Regions from separate parts of the Sus scrofa genome. Here regions 1, 2 and 4 are each linked to region 3. A link is a contact called in public HiChIP or PLAC-seq data. All regions are on one chromosome and are shown on one strand. Each heading gives the region's core, a stretch centred on a gene start, on an enhancer-like site or on the middle of the called end of the contact. The rest is flanking DNA. Distances are from core to core; before and after follow the strand shown.

What was found. HiChIP or PLAC-seq counts read pairs in DNA pulled down with a chosen protein or histone mark.
Region 1: a contact with region 3 is called in an H3K27ac HiChIP or PLAC-seq map of alveolar macrophages. The contact joins two enhancer-like sites. A contact is called at or near these places in 1 of 47 Hi-C or Micro-C datasets (embryonic fibroblasts) and 1 of 2 datasets of contacts at active chromatin or transcription factors (alveolar macrophages).
Region 2: an H3K27ac HiChIP or PLAC-seq map of alveolar macrophages shows a contact between it and region 3. The contact joins two enhancer-like sites. A contact is called at or near these places in 1 of 47 Hi-C or Micro-C datasets (embryonic fibroblasts) and 1 of 2 datasets of contacts at active chromatin or transcription factors (alveolar macrophages).
Region 4: a contact with region 3 is called in an H3K27ac HiChIP or PLAC-seq map of alveolar macrophages. The contact joins two enhancer-like sites. A contact is called at or near these places in 2 of 5 promoter capture datasets (fetal liver and liver), 29 of 47 Hi-C or Micro-C datasets (adipose tissue, alveolar macrophages, blood and 16 more) and 2 of 2 datasets of contacts at active chromatin or transcription factors (alveolar macrophages and skeletal muscle).

Annotation. Positions count from the first base shown.
Region 1 is chr3:79,555,214-79,557,913 of Sscrofa11.1, reverse strand. All of the region lies in intron 1 of LOC106508312 (a long non-coding RNA gene), which reads left to right. Among named protein-coding and RNA genes, the nearest start is that of TMEM17, 140 kb to the right of the region's middle. Within about 2 kb of position 1,448, at least 1 of the 83 cell types and tissues checked has an H3K27ac peak or open chromatin away from gene starts, as enhancers often do. A contact at or near this core is called in alveolar macrophages, where this site is marked.
Region 2 is chr3:79,624,444-79,627,143 of Sscrofa11.1, reverse strand. No RefSeq gene overlaps it. Among named protein-coding and RNA genes, the nearest start is that of B3GNT2, 78 kb to the left of the region's middle. Within about 2 kb of position 1,418, at least 4 of the 83 cell types and tissues checked have an H3K27ac peak or open chromatin away from gene starts, as enhancers often do. A contact at or near this core is called in alveolar macrophages, where this site is marked.
Region 3 is chr3:79,899,073-79,901,775 of Sscrofa11.1, reverse strand. All of the region lies in intron 1 of COMMD1 (COMM domain-containing protein 1), which reads left to right. Among named protein-coding and RNA genes, the nearest start is that of COMMD1, 14 kb to the left of the region's middle. Within about 2 kb of position 1,380, at least 2 of the 83 cell types and tissues checked have an H3K27ac peak or open chromatin away from gene starts, as enhancers often do. A contact at or near this core is called in alveolar macrophages, where this site is marked.
Region 4 is chr3:79,502,048-79,504,747 of Sscrofa11.1, reverse strand. All of the region lies in intron 1 of LOC106508312 (a long non-coding RNA gene), which reads left to right. Among named protein-coding and RNA genes, the nearest start is that of TMEM17, 88 kb to the right of the region's middle. Within about 2 kb of position 1,272, at least 34 of the 83 cell types and tissues checked have an H3K27ac peak or open chromatin away from gene starts, as enhancers often do. A contact at or near this core is called in alveolar macrophages, where this site is marked.

The DNA of each region.
Region 1 (2,700 bases), core at 199-2,698, 340 kb after region 3:
GGTGGAGATTCTCAGGAATTGGGCCCCCACCCACTTTTTGGCCTTTCGTGGTCAGCCTGGGAACTGTGTGGCACCTGTGGGTGTGTCATCTAATTGTTACTATATTACAACGAGCATAAAATGAGGCTCAAGGTTTACTGGAAGTTAAATCTTCTGCCATTATTGGTTCTAACAAGTTTATGTTGTATCCTCAACAGCTATGTCATTTTTCCCTCCCCCCCACCTTTTTTTGTCTTTTTGCCTTTTCTAGGGCCACTCCCAAGGCATATGGAGGTTCCCAGGCTAGGGGTTGAATCGGAGCTGTAGCCACTGGCCTACTACGGAGCCACAGCAACTCGGGATCCGAGCTGCCTCTGTGACCTACACCATAGCTCACGGCAACACCGGATCCTTAACCCGCTAAGCGAGGCCAGGGATTGAACCCGCAACCTCATGGTTCCTAGTAGGATTCATTAACCACTGCGCCACAACAGGAACTCCTCCCTCCTTTTTTATGGCCAAATTTGCGGCATATGGAAGTTCTGATCTAGGGGTCAAATTAGAGTTGGAGCTGCCGGCCTACGCCACAGCCAAGGCAATGTCAGATCCTTAACCCACTGAGCAAGGCCAGGAATCGAGGCTGCATCCTCGTGGATACTATGCTGTGTTCTTAACCTGTTGAGCCACAACAGGAATTCTGCAGTGTCATTATTTCTTCTTCTTCTTTTTCTTTTTAGGGCCATACCTGCAGCATATGGGGGTTCCCAGGCTAGAGGTCGAATCAGAGCTATAGCTGTGGGCCTATACCATAGCTCATGGCAACACTGGATCCTTAACCCACTGAGTGAACCCAGGGATCGAACCCACAACCTCATGGTCCCTAGTTGGATTTATTTCCACTGCACCATGATGGGAACTCCTGCTATGTCATTTTTTTTTAATGTTATTTTTTTTAAAGGTTGTTCCCTACCCCCTTCCCTCCTGTCTCCTATTAGTTTTGTCTTATTATTGTGTTTGTACTTTCAGTGATAATTTGGAAGGTTTGTGTTTCTTATCTAGTAGTTACCTTTAGGGCCTTGTTAAACAAATAATTTTCAGAAAGAAGCAAGAGCATGACTGTCACGTGAATGGATGCAAGAATGAACACCTTAAAGATTTTATCTTACCCTTTAATTAGCAAGGGAATCAGACAGATGTTACAACTGGTTCAGAGGAAAAGTCCAAGGAATACAAATACAAATGAAATAAGGGGTTGAATTACAAATGGAGACAAAACTGTTTTTCCCCCTGAGTTAAGGAAGTCGAAGGAAACTACCAGACAATACAGATTTGCATACTTCTCATTTACCTACAGTTACAAAGAGGTGTAAAATGGCTCAAAGACAATGAACAGTGCCAGAACTGGACAGTCTGGAGGGTGTGATGCACAGTTTAATATCGAAAGGCAAAACTTCCTCTTCTTTAGTGTTTTTTTTTTTTTTTCGGTCGTGCCTGTAGCATATGGAAGGTCCCAGGCCAGGGATCAGACCTTCACCACAGTTGCAGTCTGAACCACAGCAGTGACAATGCCAGATCCTTCACTCACTGAGCCACTAGGGAACTCCCTCTTACTCTAATCTTAATGTTGTATGATGACCCCCTCCCTTTTTAAGTTTTATTGAAGTACAGTTGATGATAGTTATGTAATAACCCTTGATCCTCTATTTCTTTAGATATTTTTACCATTTCACCCCCAAAACATGAGATATCTATTCATTTATTTGTGTCTTCTTCAATTTCCTTCACAAATATCTTAAGCATTTCAGTGTATAATTCTCTCAACTCTTTGGTTAAATTTATTCCTACTTCATTGTTTTTGCTGCTGATGTAAATAAGATTGTTTCCTTGATTTCTCTTTCAGGTAGTTTGTTAGTGAATAGAAAGGCATTTGATTTCTGCATGTCAATTTTTTTTTTTTTTTTTAGGGCCATACTTGTGGTATATGGAGGTTTCCAGGCTAGGGGTCGAATCAGAGCTGTAGCTACTGGCCTACACCACAGCCACAGCAATGCCAGATCTGAGCCACATCTATGACCTACACCACAGCTCAGGGCAACATTGCATCCTTAACCCACTGAGCGAGGCCAGGAGTTAAACCTGCATCCTCATGGATGCTAGTCAGATTCATTTCTGCTGACCCACAACAGGAACTCCTACTTGTTGATTTTTTTATCCTGCAAGTTTACTGAACTCATTTATTAGTGCTAACAGTTTTTTTTGGTGGAGTCTTTAGGGTTTTCTATATATAAGATTATGTCATATATGTTGAGAGATAATTTTACTTCCTAATTTAGTTTGAATGCATTTTATTTCTTTTCCTTGCCTCATTGCTCCGGCTGTGGCATTCAGTACTATGTTGAATTGAAGTTCTATCAATTTTCTTTATAAGGTGAGCAGGTCATCCTGGCTGTAGAGCTGAGGGCCCCATGTCCTATGAAACTCCTCAGTCTCTGGAAAACCAGGACAGTTGGTCACCCTAATTTTCTTTTATAAGCAATGATGAAATTATTATATTTCCTCTTCCTTCCACTTCCTTTCTCAGGAAGCTCTTTATGTAACAGTGGTACACAACCTTGGCTGCACTTAAAGCTTAAAAATCTTGATGCCTATGCTCCACCCCAATGGATCCTGATTTCATTGATTTGGGCATTTGGAATGTGTAAAAGCTACTCAGATAATTCT
Region 2 (2,700 bases), core at 169-2,668, 270 kb after region 3:
CATACTCCCAGCTCATCCATCATCTGCCTTGCGTCTGTTACTGTTAAGTGTTAAGTTAAGATCTTCCACCCCAAGACCCTATTGGACAAGGACAGATACAGGTTATTGGACAAGGACAGATACAGGTTATTGAACAAGGCCAATGGGAGAAAACCACATGTTTCTGGACCCCATGTTGGTACCCTCCCCACCTTTAAGGAATAAAACCCCCTATAGGACAGTAGAGAAAGGGGGGCTCTTCTCCGCCCCTCCCAGCAGCCCTGGGAGCTATCTGCTTTCCTTTAATAAAAACTTTGCTTGCTTGCTGGAGAAAAAAAAAAAAAAGTACAAGACCTGTGCCTGTCTCTAGGAGCTTACTTCTTCTATTGGAGAAGTCAAATGTTCTTCCAGATCCCTAAAGTGTGAAGAGTGACAAATCATATCTCACCTGGCCCCTCCCACTGGCGCTGGGAGGAAAGAAAGTTTCTGTCTTTTGCTGAGGGTCCCCCTTTCCTCTTCCACCCCACCCCCCCACCCTCATCCTTGGGCTGCAGAGGAACCCCAGGCTTCAACAGGCATTGGTGACTTCTCCTAGTGCCCTCTGTCCACAGCCTCGTCATCTCTCCCAGGCCCATGGCTCCATCTCTTTTGAACTAAGCTAGGATGCAGCTTTGAGGAGCTTCTCAGGCCACCACCCCCGGTGCCACTGTCTCTCATCTTCAAGGCACCACTGCTCCTGGGATGCTGACCCCTCTGAGTCAGGGGACCTGTGCAGGTGGATGACTCTGGCCCCTTTTCCTTCCCTGAACTTTGAGGCATTCCCCTCCTCAGCTACCTCCCAAGCCCTCTGACTAGCTCCTGAACAACTTGATAAAAACAAAGACTCTCCCCTTTGGGCCAGGGGAACCCAAATCCCAGGACTTAAGCCCTGGTTATCCTTTAGGAGGAAGCGGGATACTTTATTTTTTCATTATGAGCCTATAGCCAGCAGAAAACAAGAGACTAAATAAACTAACTGTTCCTCAACCTCGTTGTTCTGTTATACTGCTGCAGGGATCCTGTATAAAAAAAAAAAAAGAAAGAGAGAAGGTGCTGGATGCCCAGTGGAGGATAGATGGCCCAAGACATGCAAGGTCAATGCATGTCATTTGATTATGGTAACCTCGTAAAGGCAGGGCCAGTGGCAAGCAGCCACAGCTCCAGAAACAGGCATCATCTCAGTGCCCTGGCCCTGTGTCTGGCCTGTCTGACTCTAGCCTCTTGCCAGCTGAAATATGTGTGGTTATAGGAGAAAGAGAACTGGGTTGGGTGACAATATGGATGGTTTTGGGACATATGAGCCCAAAGAAATCCCAGCGTTGGGTCTGTACAGGGAGGTAGCCGTATCAGAGAATTGCAAAGTTGGCCTGTAATTCAGAATCCGATGAGGGAAGGCGTGGAACCCCACCCAGCCTCTGGCCACAGACTGAGGGCTAAAGGGAAGCAGGTCTGTTCCTTGTGTGTAACCTCCCACCCCAGGATTTCTAAGAAATGCTTGCTTCTATTTCTTGGTTCTCCTGGGACCAGATGTATAATAATTTGGGTATATTTTAACTTGAAAAGGTAAAAACATCCTTCCAGCTGCATCCTCCTTTTCTTTCAGAGTCAGGATAATGTAGGGGGAGAGCTTGGTTCTGAAAGCAAATGGAAAGTGTTTTGGTTTCTGGAGATTAGAAAAAAAAAAAAAAAAAATTCAAAGAGCCAAGGCCTCCTCTGTAACGTGAAATGGGCTGGGTCCTGCTAAATAATTCAGAGGCTAAACTGAGCCAACAAGGAGCTAGAGCAAATTATCAGATATCCCACACCCTTCTCTTTTTATTGGCTTGCTCACGTCCTGGTTGGCACTTGGTTGGAGAGAAGCAGTCAGTGACAAGTGGAGCGAAACCATTCATTCATTCAATAAAGTGTCCGTGATTTCTTTCTGTATATCAGCAGCTGTGGCTAGAGCTGAGGATACACACCAGGACAAGACATGTCTCTCTGCCTCATATAACTTGGAACCTGTGCCATGGCTCTCAAATGTCAATGCGCATCAGACTCCTCCGGACGACTTGTTAAAATACAGATTGCCAGGCCCCATCCCAGGAGTTTCCAGTTCAGTAGGTCTGGGGTGGCCTGAGAATCTGTACTCCTAACAAGTTCCCAGGTGATGCTGATCTGCTGGTCCTAGGACCACACTTTGAGAACGCTTGGTCCAGGTAACCATCTCACACCACCATTTTTACCTCTTGGTACAACCTGGCTCACTCAGGTGAACTGGAGGAGATGTGGAGCCCTGGCCCAGGTTGTTGACAGTCTGAGGTTACCTGTCTGGGAGCTGCGGCCATCCCAGGTTCCACAATGAAGGGAGTCGGTCTCTCTCTCTCTCTTTTTTTTTTTTTGGCTGCCCTGTGCCATATGGAATTCCTGGCCAGAGATCAGATTCAGATTCAAGCTGCAGTTGCAACATACGCTGCAGCTGCAGATCCCTTAACCGACTGTGCTAGGGCCGGGGATAGAACCTATGTCCTGAAACTGCAGAGATACCACCAATCCTTTGTGCCACAGCGGGAACTCTGGGAGTCCATATCTTAAGGCACAGTGTCCTCTAGGCACCAACCCCGAGGTGGAGCGATTGCAGCTTTGAGGGACCGTCTTTGGACTCCTCTTTGGAAATGAAGGCCTTATTTTACCCCTGGCCTA
Region 3 (2,703 bases), core at 131-2,630:
CCCACTAAGCCACATGGGAACTCCTAGTCTTTTAGTTGAATTTTTCACTAGATCATATTTTTAATTTCCAAGAGTTTTCTTTTGACATGGACAATATGCCAATACAGGAGAGGAAGAGGTTTTTCCTTGACTCTCTTGGGGTTTCTGGCCAAGTCTGAAATTTTTAAAAGTTTCATTGACTTATAGTTGATTTACGATGTGATAAATTCTGCTGTACAATAAAGCGGTTTTGTTATACATATGCACATATCCACTTTTCCCAGATTCTTTTCCCTTTTAGTTTATTACAGCTTATTGGGTAGAGTTCCCTGTGCTTTATAGCAGGTCCCCATTGACCACCCATTCCATATACAGTAGTGTGCATATGTGAATTCCAAACCCCCAATCCATTCCTCCCCCACCTGTCCCCTTTGATAACCTAAGTTTGTTTTTGAAGTCTGTATCTTTCTGTTTTGTAAATAAGTTCGTTTGTATCATTCTTAAGATTCTGCATATAAGTGATAGCATATGGTTTCTGTCTGTAAGTCTGAAATATAAACTGACAAAGACAAATTAACAGGAGAGAAGTGTACAAATTTGTACTTTTGTGTGACGCAGGAGCCTTCATAAGGAAAGGAAGACACAAAGAAACAGACCTGACTATTTTATCCCAGGTTTGATAAAGAGTGGACAGTTCATAAAGGATTATCATAGGTTAGAAGTATGAAGTAATTATAGTAAACAGAGGGAAATTTAGTAAGCCCTGTATGTAGGGTTCTTCTTGGCATTCCTTTGCTTTTGAATATAAGAATGGATGCTCTGTTCCTCTGGATATAGGGAGGGCACCTCTTATATGATGGTTTATGACTTGTTTTACAAATGAAAAGTGCATAAAACAGTTTCTTTTTGATACTTGAGTCAATTTAAGAACAGACATCATTTGTATACATTTTGTACAGCAACTATTAAGTAACAGGAAATTGGAAGTTCCCGTCGTGGCTCAGTGGTTAACGAATCTGACGAGGAACCATGAGGTTGTGGGTTTGAACCCTGTCCTCGATCAGTGGGTTAAGGATCTGGTGCTGCCGTGATCTGGCGTTGCTGTGGCTGTGGTGTAGGCCGGCGGCCACAACTCTGATTCAGCCCTGACCCTGGGAACCTCCATATGCCGTGGGTGCAGCCTTAGAAAAGACAAAAAAAAAAAAAAAAAAAGTAATAAGTTAACTTTAGTATAAAAATGAATGTAAACTATCTGGTCTTAAAATGTTTAGATCAGGAGACATGAATAGGAGAGACTGAAAACATTTAACTTTTTCTGTCATACTTTTAGAATTCCTTTATCTCCTGTCTTAACTATAAGCAGTAATTCTTTTTTTTCACTTTAGGTGGCAGTATAATATTGCCTTGCTAATAGACTGATAAAATGTGCTAGAAGCAAGTTGTAATGTTTAAAAAGTTCTTGCTCTTGAGTTGTTCTAGTTCAGAAAACAAAGTTGGCTACTCAACAATAAGAATTTCTTATCCAAAAAGAAGTCTAAATATTCAGTTTGATATTTTGAATTTAGAAATATGTTCTGGAAAATTTAAAGCTCTGTAGACAGATTCCTTTTGCTATAGCCCCCCAGTTTTTGTATTACTATATTTTGATCATTTTTGTAACTACATTTTTCTCATTTTTGAGAAATTTTAAAAATTTAAGTTTTTTTGTTTTTTTGTTTTTTTGTCTTTTTGCCATTTCTTGGGCCGTTCCTGCGGCATATGGAGGTTCCCAGGCTAGGGGTCTAATTGGAGCTGTTGCTGCCGGCCTACGCCAGAGCCACAGCAACTAGGGATCCGAGCCACGTCTGTAACCTACACCACAGCTCACAGCAACGCCGGATCCCTAACCCACTGAGAAAGGCCAGGGATCGAACCCAAAACCTCATGGTTCCTAGTCATATTCGTTAACAGCTGTGCCACGATGAGAACTCCTGTAGCTTATTTATTTTAGAAATAATAGTTTGTACTTCTTAACCCCCATCCCTATTCGTTACTTTTGGGAGTTTAGATGATAACTCATGAGATATATTTCTACTCCTCTGAAGGACTGGCAAACAATGTTACTATTTTATGTTACTGGACATATACATGATAAAGCAGCAAATACAGATTGCCAGTTAGAGTTTGTGGAATATTTTAATCGGCTTAAATGACCTGTAATAAGGTGTTTTGTAAGCTTTTTCTTTCTTTCTTAATCTGTATTAATTGAAGATTGATTTTTGGTTCTCCTTTTCTCAAAGCAACTATTCTAGGTCTGAAAACTTGACTTAGGTTGAAGAGTTCCTAGGAAGGAATATTTTAAAGAAAATTTCTATCTTTGATTTACCTATCAAATATAGTCAATCCTGCTTACAGCTGGTTTCTACAAATTCAAGGATACAGAGGGACAACTGTACTATGCCATTTCATATAAAAGATTTGACCATTCTTGATTTTGCTGTCTCTGTGGACACCAAGGCACAACTGTATTTACTGAGCCCCTAATATGCTATACCCTGCTTTGTACACAAAATGAATGTCATAGCCCATGTTGTAAAGAGTCCTGTATTATATGGTAAATGCCATAAGAAAGGTATAAATGATGTGTTCTGCTGGAATAGATCCTTATTTGGTAATCTTTTTAAACCACAGAAATATGAAAAGCCAGGGTTTTGTTTTGTTTTGTCCTAATGAAACATCTATATC
Region 4 (2,700 bases), core at 23-2,522, 400 kb after region 3:
CCGCAGAGCCAATAGTTGACAGGGCCAGGTTTCCAGCCTAAACAGGCAGACTGACTCCGGCACTGACAAACATATCCAGGCAAAGTAAAGATGGCACATTCCTGGGGCAAGCCCATCTGGTGCCCACCTTGGGCCTGCGGAGGTCAAGGGCTTGCTGCCATCCTCTGGGACAGAGGGATCAGCACCCCTCACTTCTTAGCATATCTGCAACCCCGACTCTCCAAGCTGGGCAGGGAACAGCCTGACCTGCTGTGCTTCTTAAAGAGGGGAGAGCAGAGAGAAGGGAGAGGCGGGCTGGTTTTGTACAAGGGACAGTAAAGACAGAGACCAACAGGAAGAGATGGGCGAAGAAGGGAGGCTTGGAAGCCCTTTATTATTTATTATAGCAGAGGAAAGAATGGGAGGTTTGTTTCTAAGCCATAAATAACCTCCTTTGATCTCTGTACATATCAGAGATAAATGAGTCACTTAGGCCTCAGAAATTAATGATTGTTCCAATTATTACCTTAAGTGACCTTCCAGCATTAGTAATCCCTACCACTCCCTGCAAAGAAGCTGTGTCAGGGTTTGACCAGGGTAGGGGAAGAGGCCAGTCTGAAGTGGGGAGCGTTCTTTCGGTGATTGAGCTCACTTTGCAAAGAGGAAACCAGTCTCAGCTCTTAGGGCCCAAGAAGAGCTGGAGCCAGACACCAATCTCTGGGCTCCGCTTCTGTCTTTGCCTTTAGGACCCTGCTGACTCCTGACCTCCCTGAGAGGGTGGGTGTAGAAGGATCTGCAGAGCTGCCTGGCCATCTGGAAGCAAACAGGGGTTTGGTGCCAAGTGAACATGACCTTCCGACCTTCCGCAGGCCCCTTCCCATTCAGATTCGAGGAAGAGCTTTGAAGTTTCCTTTGTGTTCGTGTTTTCTTAGCCCTGATCCCGCTGTACTGGAATGAGTGTGCAGCCCTGCCCATCCCTGGAGATTTATCCCCCATCTACAAAAACCTTAGAAAAATACTGCAAGCTCCACCCATCATCCCCAAACCACTGACTGCTTTTTCCTCAGGCGAAAATACAAAGGAGAAGCTCAGAACCCCCACCAGGAGACATTCTGTTCGTGTTTATAGTTTCTCCAGAGACATTCCGATGACACCCCCCCACCCCACCCCCGGAAACCAGATCCCAGGGCAGGAGCTCCTAAGATGTGCGTGTTGGGAGGTATGGAGAACACAGCCAGGGGAAGGGTCAGACCACAGACTGTCCCTGAAGCCTCCAGGCTGCCGGCTAGGGCAGTACAGGCAGACCCCAGAGAGAAGAAAAAGCAGGTGGTTTCAACCTTTCTGGTCACACCCAGTGAGCCAACCACTGCGCTTTGTGTAGACAAATATTGGTCTCAGGAATTTTGTTGCTCTGAAAGTCACAAAAGGGCCTCTTCTGTCATATTGCTCAGAAGGTTGGTAAGTCAGTATTGAAAAAGAAGGTGTGGAGGGGAGGATCAGGGGGCAGTGGAGTGTGTCTTGAAGAAATACTGAAGACAGTTAGATAGAGGAGAGAGAGAGGGAGAGAGGGAAACCTAGAATCCCAAAGCAGCTTTAGAAGATTTTACCTGGTTTGCTGTTCAGGGTGGAGACTCTTAGAAATGGTGCTATCTTGTGGTTATTAAGGGGAATTACAACATGTCTGTATATGTCTGTCTCTCTCCCTCCTTCCCTCTCCCCCTCCTCCTTCTCCCTCTCTCTCTCTCCCTTCCTCCAGGCCATATTCCAAAGTCAGATGTTCATTTTTTTTTTCTTTTTTTTGTCTTTTTGCCATTTCTTTGGCCGCTCCCGCGGCATATGGAGGTTCCCAGGCTAGGGGTCTAATTGGACCTGTAGCTGCCAAGCCTATGCCAGAGCCACAGCAACGCGGGATCCGAGCCGCGTCTGTGACCTACACCACAGCTCGTGGCGACGCCGGATCTTTAACCCACTGAGCAAGGCCAGGGATCGAACCAGCAACCTCATGGTTCCTAGTCAGATTCGTTAACCTCCACGACGGGCACTCCATTTTTTTTTTTTTTTTAAGTCAGATTTTCAGATTTCCATATACAAGTTTCTAGAATGGAACCGTCCAAAACCAGTACCTACCAGCCACATACATTACTTTATACTTAAATGTACATTAATTGCGTGAAATATAATGTAAATTTCACTTCCTCAGTCACACTAGCCACATGTCAAGTGCTACTGTACTGAACAGCACAAGTGTAGAATGTTTCCGTTGTGGCCAAAAATTCTACTGAATAATGCTTTTTTAGAAAGTTCAGAGCTGGCGTTTCCATCATGGCTCAGCGGAAACGAATCTGACTAGTATCCATGAGGATACAAGTTCAATTCCTGGCTTCACTCAGTGCGTTAAGGATCGGGCGTTGCTATGAGCTGCGGTGTAGGTCGCAGATGCATCTCGGATCCCGCGTTGCTGTGGCTGTGGTGTAGGTCGGCAGCGGCAACTCTGTTTTGATCCCTAGCCTGGGAACCTCTGTGTGCCATGGGTGCAGCCCTCAAAAGACAAAAAAAAAAAAAAAAAAAAAAAAAAAAAGGTTCAGAGTTGTCATTTGATAGAACATTACAGCAATTCAGAAGAAATATAGTTTAGAGCCTGCTTTCTGCTTTCACAGTGCCCACTGGTTGAAGATTTACGGAGCAATTTCTCTCCAAACAATTTCCTCCCTCCCACTGTTA